Linked DNA regions of Rattus norvegicus: region 2 is linked to region 1. A link is a contact called in public Hi-C data. All regions are on one chromosome and are shown on one strand. The core of a region is the stretch at or near the end of the contact, and the rest is flanking DNA. Distances in the headings are between cores, read along the strand shown.

Region 1 (3,950 bases), core at 336-2,835:
GGTTGCATGGTTCAGACAAGCATCGTGTTTTCCACGATCACCCAGACTTCCCTATTTTTTTTCTGGTTGCTGGTCTCTCACTTCCTTTCCCCTGCTCAAACCCTTTTTGAGTGCCCCATGCCTCCTCAGGCTTCTCCAGCCTGCTTCGAGCATCCTCACCGAGAGACTTGGACATTGTACTCCTGACGTGCTACTCCCTGGGCAGGTTGTCCTGTCTGCCTGGTGAGTGGGTCGGCTGCATAGCCGTGAGGCCACTCGTGACTCTATTAACTCACCGGTGTCTGTGGTTTATTCCACACTGTCAATTGCATTGTCTGTGACCGTATAGATTCTTACATCGTTTCGTAGATTTCTAATAGTAGCTTCTTGGAGTTTTATAATGCATGATCTTCCTGGTTCTCAATACCAAACAGAAAAAATCTGACATGGCAGGACCAGACATGATAGTTGATGCCTGTAATCCCAGCATTTGTGAGATGGAAACAGGAGAATCTGGAGTTCAAGAACAGCCTGGGCTGCTCGAGTTCTGTCTTTAACAAAAGATCTGAAAAGATGTCAGTAGAGCTTCCTTGCCTGGTCCCAGGGTCTTTGTGTCATGCTTTAATGGTTGATGATTGTTGAGCTGCATAAGCCACAACTGTCCCTTTAGGGAACAATGGTTGAGAGGATGTGCTGCAGGACCTAGGGAAACTCCTGCCAGCCCTCCAGCTCACCATATCCCTTCCCCACAGCCTCGAGGCAGCACTCTTCCTTTGCTCGAAGGACCCCAGACAGATGGTGTCACCATTGGAGACAAAGGAGAATGTGTGATCACTCCCAGCACAGACCTCAAGTTTGACCCTGGACTCAAAGGCAAGAGCAAGCTGAACTACCTGAGGAATTACTGGCTTCTCATAGGTAAGAGCGGCTTCTTGCTGGGTGGTAACATGCTGCCCCCTGGTGGGCAAAAGGCAGCCCTGTTGGTTTACTGATGCTCTTCATTCTGAATGCACTGTGTGCTCCGTCCATTTCAAAATGTTTAGGCCTGGGAATATTATTATTTCCAAGGAGTTCCAGAGTTCCAGGCTACTTAATCAGGTCTCAAAAAAACCAGTTTCTCTCCAAGATTGAAGCACTTGATGTAGATTTCAGGCAAAGTCTGCTCCGGGTCTCTCACAGTGACCATGTGAGGTGGGTGCCCTTGTCATTTCCACTGTGTAACTAAGAATACTGTCATTTGAATAGGAATGAGTGGGGATAAGAGGCTGGACAGGACAAGTTTAAGACTCATGATGATTGACAGTTGTGAAAGAAAGGCAAAATACTTATGCCATCTGAGGAGAAACTAGACCCAACAGCTGTGAAGAGTCTGAGCTGTTCTTGGGCCATCACAGAATGGCTCTAGGGGAGTTTCTTTTTCTCAGTGTAAATTTTTGGTTTGTTTCATATTGTTGCAAGGTTACTCAGGCTACCCTCAACTATGCAGGCTGTGCTTCCCCAGTGCTTGGCTAATAGGTGTGCACTACCATGCTTAACTCCTTTGCTCCCTCCCGTAATATTGTCCCTTTGCTGAGGCGGGACAAGGACCTTAGGCATGCTGAGCAGGCTTGACTCTGGGCTGCACCCTGGCCCTTACCTTTTCTCTTCTTCCCATCACTGCTGACATCACTGTCCATGACCCTGGGGTTGACCTAAAGGCCTGGCTACAAAGCTAAGAGGTTGAGATGACACCCCAAGGCGCTGAGCATTGCAAACAAAGGCAAAAGTGGGGGTGATGGTGTCCCTGGCAAGTGTCCTAAGTAAATAGAGCAGCATGGGATTTTCTTAAATCATATCTTCCCTTCCCGTGCCCCCACCCCCTTCCAACAACACACACCAACTCTGATGATCTAGCCTAAACATGAGAGAGGGAGTAAGTAGCAACAGGCTAGAGTAGATGTGGGTGACTAAAAGTGTGGGCCCAGGAAGCAGCAGGAACTGCCAAGCAATGGGTCTGGACCAGAATATGAATACCTAGGAGCTGCAGGGGAAACTGGTTGTGCTTGAGCTCTGGTCATCCATTTGCAGGTCATCTAAAAGACCCTGTTCTTTGTGCCTTTTAATTCTTTGTAGCTGTGTGTGTATCAAATATAAGCAAAGAAAATAATACAAGAACTCTTTTCTTCTCAGAAATAAGTAGTTTGAGAAAGTACGTATGACTGGATCCATGCTGGTGGGAAGGGAGAGCTAATTGAGCAGAGCTCATTAAAACTACAAGGCTACTCAGTTTATGTACCTATTAAGGGCCCATAAACTGCCTGGCAGTGGTTAGGAAGTAGCACAAAGGAAGTGTGTATGAAAGAACTAAAAATGAACAAGAGGAGTCTCCACGGCAGAATATAAGATCCCTTTAAAATCTCTATAAATCGTCAGAGTAAGATGACTAGGAAGTCTAACAAACTTCTAAGAGAGAGCTGAGTAAGGCCCTTACAGTTCTCAGGTCCCCTGTGAGGAACTCTATAGCTGGTCAGCTTAAAATAGGTCAGTGGGAGTACACAACAGCCTCTCATAGGCAGGGCCACGGGTTATACCTGCTAATGTCAAGTATGGCCGTTGGGTCCTGTGGAAGACTGCAAATAGTCTACCCCACATTCACCTTGAAAATAAAATGGTTCGGGGTTGGGGATTTAGCTCAGTGGTAGAGCGCTTGCCTAGGAAGCGCAAGGCCCTGGGTTCGGTCCCCAGCTCCGAAAAAAAGAACCAAAAAAAAAAAAAAAAGATAGGGGCTGGGAATTTAGCTCAGTGGTAGAGCGCTTGCCTAGGAAGCGCAAGGCCCTGGGTTCGGTCCCCAGCTCCGAAAAAAAAGAACCAAAAAAAAAAAAAAAAAAAAAAAGAAAAGAAAATGGATCTAATTACATCCAAAGGTGTGGTCTATTGTTCTGTGTCTCACCCCCAGCAGTGACCCTGACCCGGTGTTCATCATCCCCTAGCACTTTGTCAAATAGGCCTGAACTGCCATTGGCAACCCAATACAGAAAGCTGGTCCTATACCTTTTGCTTCAGAGTCTGGACCCGTTTGCCTAAGGACAGATAATTCACAAAGATTGCGTGTAAGAACCTCGGGATGGGCCTGCAGAGATAGGTTCGAGTGCACAGTGGGCTATTACTGAACGGCCTTCTTCAGCGGGAGCCTTTTTATAAGGAGTCTTAGTGGCTTCTCCAGCAGTCTATCAGTAGGCCGCCACAGCCGTGTAGGACTCTCAACAGTAGGACATCAGGGGATGAGGTAGACAGGGTAGCCCCTGGAAGGACAGCTTCATTTCTCGTGGCCGTTGATTGTTTTTGTTGACTGGCCTTGGTAATCCATGGTTACCCACATTCAGGTACCATGTCTGACGTAGAATTCTGACATAGGCAGCCACATGTGAGAAAACCCTTTTGTAGAACAAAGCATGCCTTAGCAGGCCATGGTATGCATGAGAAAAACTGTGATGATTCAAAACAAAAGTAGGTTTCCCTGAAGGGACCATGTCACACTGTAGGTGACAAAAACCTGAAAAGATTGAGGTTAGATGAGGGCAGATGAGAGATCAAAGAGGGACTTTCCAAATCAAGAAGTGCAAGCTCTGGCTCGTTCCTGCAGGCTTTGCCCTGGTACACATGGCACACAATCTCCAGTAGTACTGGAGAGGTCACGGAGTGAGCACTGAGGAAATGGTGATGTGCTTACTGTGACAGGATATGTATGAACCATGTAAAAAGCCAGGCATGATGCACACCTTTAATGCCAGCACTCGGGAAGCAGGGGCAGGTAGATCTCTGAGTTGAGGCCAGTCTGGTCTACAAGAGAGTTCCAAGAACTGAGTTCCAGGGCTACTCAGAGAAACCCGTCATCAAAAACAAATTGAAAAGCCAAGTGTAGACAGGCAGAAACGGGAGGATTCTGGGACTCACTGGCCAGCCAATTTAGTTGAAACATTCAGATCCAGTTT
Region 2 (3,661 bases), core at 520-3,019, 320 kb before region 1:
AAGGCCATTTGAGCCTACCACATGCTATTCTGACAAAATGTTGGTCCTTTGTTGTCTGGGCCAGTCTGAAAGGGACGTATAACCAAAGGAAATATTCAGGATAATGTGCCTAGCAGTGTGCTCAGGGGCTAAAGCATAACCAGTCATGAGACACCTTTGCTAAACACCCGTTATAGTCACAGCATGACAGCCTGGTCTATAGAGTAAGCTCCAGGTCAGCCAAGACTACACAGAGAACACCTATGTCAAAAGAAGAAAAAGAATGTCAAAGCATTTCGACCAGGGAGTACTCATAAAGATGGCCCCTTTAGTACTTATCCACTTATTTAATCTGTGTGTCATTTTGCCTGTATGTATGTCCATGGGTCCTATGCATCCCAGGTGTCCTATGGAGTCACAAACCCTCTGGGAGAGCAGAAGTGTTCACTGATGAGCCGTCTCTCCGCCCTCCTGCCTCAGTCTCTCAAGCGGTAGGACTGTGAACATACACCACGCCACACGCCTGACTCTTGCCTTTTTGTCTTTTAAAATTTTTGTCCCGTGTGTGAGTGCGTGGAGTGTGTACACAGGCACGCGTGCCACGGTGTGCATGGAGGTCAGAGGGCAGCTTTGTGGAACTGGCTCTCGGCTTCTACCTTTGGTTGGATTCTGAGGTGGAATGCAGGTTCCAAGGCTCACATCTCCAGCAGCTGAAGCATCTCTCAGACCCTTGACTTCTACTTTAAAACCACAGCAGAGATCAACAAGCTGCCCAAGGCGTGTACTCCTTTCATCTCGGCACTGTGGCTGGTGAAGAGGAAGAGGCAGGCAGAGCTCTGTGAGTTTGAGGCCGGCCTGGTGAGTTCCGGGACAGCCAGGGAGAGCCTGGCTCAAACATAAAACCAAACAAAAAAGGAGAGAGGGCTGGGATAGGAACTTTTTCTTTCCTTTTTGGCATTAAAAATTGTATGTTTGAAGTTGGGCAGTGGTGGCGCATGCCTTTAATCCCAGAACTTGGGAGGGAAAGCCAGGCTGATCTCTGTGAGTTTGAGGTTAGCGAGCGTGGTCTACAGAGTGAGTCCCGGGACAGCCACAGCTATGTAGTGAAACCCTGCCTGAAAAAAACCAAACCAACCAAACAAACAAAATACCCAAAATGTGTGTCCATGTGTGCGCATGTGTGCGCGCGCGCGCGTGTGTGCGTGTGTGTGTGTGTGTGTGCGCACGCGTACGCGTGCATGTATGTCTGTCTGTCTGACTATTTCTGACATAGTGCACATAGGACACAGGACAGCTTGCTGGCATTGGGTCTCTCCTTCCCACTTTCCACCATGTGGGTACCAGGAATTGAACTCAGATCATCAGACTTGGCTGCAGCTACTCTTTATCCACTGAGCCACCCTACCTGCTTTTTGTTGTCTTGAGATAAGGTCTTCCTTGTTCTCTGTAATCTTGGCTGGATTGGAACTCCTTATGTGGCCCAGTCAAAACCAGCTAATTCTCCTGCCTCAGTGTCAGGAATTCTGGGGTTGTACGTGCTTCCCTACCAGGCCATGTTGGACTTGTGTTTCTGAAGACCCAGACACACTACTTAGAGGCTGGGGCTTCCAACCACCCTGGCGCCTGGTGTGGGTTTGCAGGGAACCCAGAGAAGGGAAAAATCCTGGAGCTAGCTCCCTTCCCAGTGATTTATCGCTATGGAAACGGAGCTCTCTTCCGCTGTCCCTGCCACTGCTGTTGGGGACGCATTGTTGATGCCACAGCAGCGCAGGTCACAGTTCCTTCCTCTTTCCTGCCGCAGAAATGCCACAGTAACCTACGTGGCCTCAGCACTGCCACTCACACCTGAAGGACCGGGGCTTGGGAAAAACAATCAGGCTGGATTCCCCTGGGCTCCAGGGGCCTTCTGGGTCAGCGAGGACCTGAACAATGCTGGCACAGAACAATACAGCCTCAGTGGCCCAGCCTTCTCCTTCCTTCAGGGGCCTCTGGAGTCAGGGGGTTAAAAATGGATCTATAGTTCTCAGGTAGCCGAGAACCGAAATGTCAAGGCCCTTTGTGTGGTCAAAGTCTCACTATGGGTGCTACCAGCTTGGGAGACCTCAGTAGGAATCTGTTCTCCGATTAAAGCTGCAGGTGAGGGCTTCATATACCTATGCCAGATTTGGGGATCAAAAGGTCACTGGGCAAGCACTAAGAGGGTCCCAGAGACAATGAAGGAAGCCCCTTAGGATGTTTCAACTCACTGCCAGGCCTGGCAGTCACTGGCCAATCATATCACCAGGTGCTAAGGACAATGCTAGTCCTTGGTGGTAAGGCCTTTAGCACAGCTCACTTCGCCTCTTCTGGCCCAGAGGATGCTCCTCTGAGTGCTTGGGAACCAGCAGAAATAGGGGACTTCCACACTACGCTCTACAGCCTAAAGGGTCTCACAAAGTCCGACAGAGCCTAAGACTCTGGGAGTCCCAGAGATGCTGTGATACCCCGACAACAGTGGCCTCAGCCCTTATATCCTCCAAGGACAGGAGACTGCCTCCCTCCCCTTTCAAAAGAAGGTATTTTAAATCTCGACAATAAAATGTTCATGTTCATGTGTAGTGAACGGTATGGGCTAACCCTTCGTCCTGCTCCCTCAATGGTAATATTCGGTGTCGGTAGTCATGGTAACACATGAACTAAGCAGGAGGAGGAAGATGGATGTGAACTCAAGACCAGCCAGCCCCACACAGGACCCTGTCTTAAACACCTCGAGGGTGGGAATTCCCGTGGAGTCCACCCAGAGATCAGACTCTTCTTGGTATTACGTGTGTTCTTTGTGTCTGCTTGTGGGTGATACTCTGTGTAGCTTTGTTACCTGTGCAGATTCGTGTGCCAGAAAACCAGTCAACACCCCGCATAGGGTGCAGCGAGACGGCTTGGGGGTGGAAATGCTTTCTGTGGAAACCTGGCAACTGGAATTTGACCGCCATAATGCCCATAAAGGTAGAAGGAGAGACTTATCTCCACAAAGTTGTCCTTGACCTCCCCATATATGATGTGGCATTCATATGCCCAAACATATGCACATACAAGGCTAAAAATATTATTTTATATATTTCTGAGACAGGGTCTTACCGTATAGACTTGGCTGGCCTAGAACTTGCTATGGAGAGCACACTGGCCTCGAACTCACAGAGAACCACATAGCTCAGTCTCCTCAGTGCTGGGATCAAAGGTATTTACCATCATACCTGACTGATAATACCTTTTTTAAATTTTTATTTATTATATATGAGTGCACTGTAGCTGTCTTCAGCCATACCAGAAGAGGGCATCAGATCCCATTACAGATGGTTGTGAGCCACCATGTGATTGTTGAGACTTGAGCTCAGGACCTCTGGAAGAGCAGTCAGCGCTCTTTTTTTTTTTTTTTTTTTTTTTTTTTCCGGAGCTGGGGACCAAACTCAGGGCCTTGCGCTTGCTAGGCAAGCGCTCTACCACTGAGCTAAATCCCCAACCCCTGCAGTCAGTGCTCTTAACTACTGAGCCATCTCTCCAGCCTGGATAATACCTTAAAAAAAATACTGGAGCTGGGGGACATTGAACCATTCTAGTAACACAAGGGTTCCTCATCTGTCCCTGGGAATCATCCCACTTCCTCCTGGCTCCCATTCCTTTTTTTTTTTTTCTTTCTTTCTTTTTT

The links. Hi-C and Micro-C count contacts between places; a contact is called where the count stands out from the background.
Region 2: a Hi-C map of the A7r5 cell line shows a contact between it and region 1, with 6 times the contacts expected there. The contact joins two enhancer-like sites. A contact is called at or near these places in 6 of 12 Hi-C or Micro-C datasets (the A7r5 cell line, the Rat2 cell line, Schwann cells and 3 more).

What each region holds. Positions count from the first base shown.
Region 1 is chr10:91,847,961-91,851,910 of GRCr8, reverse strand. Ern1 (endoplasmic reticulum to nucleus signaling 1) reads left to right here. Exons shown (of 22, transcript NM_001191926.1): 10 at 732-897. Among named protein-coding and RNA genes, the nearest start is that of Icam2, 35 kb to the right of the region's middle. Within about 2 kb of position 1,585, at least 3 of the 93 cell types and tissues checked have an H3K27ac peak or open chromatin away from gene starts, as enhancers often do.
Region 2 is chr10:92,167,864-92,171,524 of GRCr8, reverse strand. No RefSeq gene overlaps it. Among named protein-coding and RNA genes, the nearest start is that of Pecam1, 18 kb to the right of the region's middle. Within about 2 kb of position 1,769, at least 15 of the 93 cell types and tissues checked have an H3K27ac peak or open chromatin away from gene starts, as enhancers often do.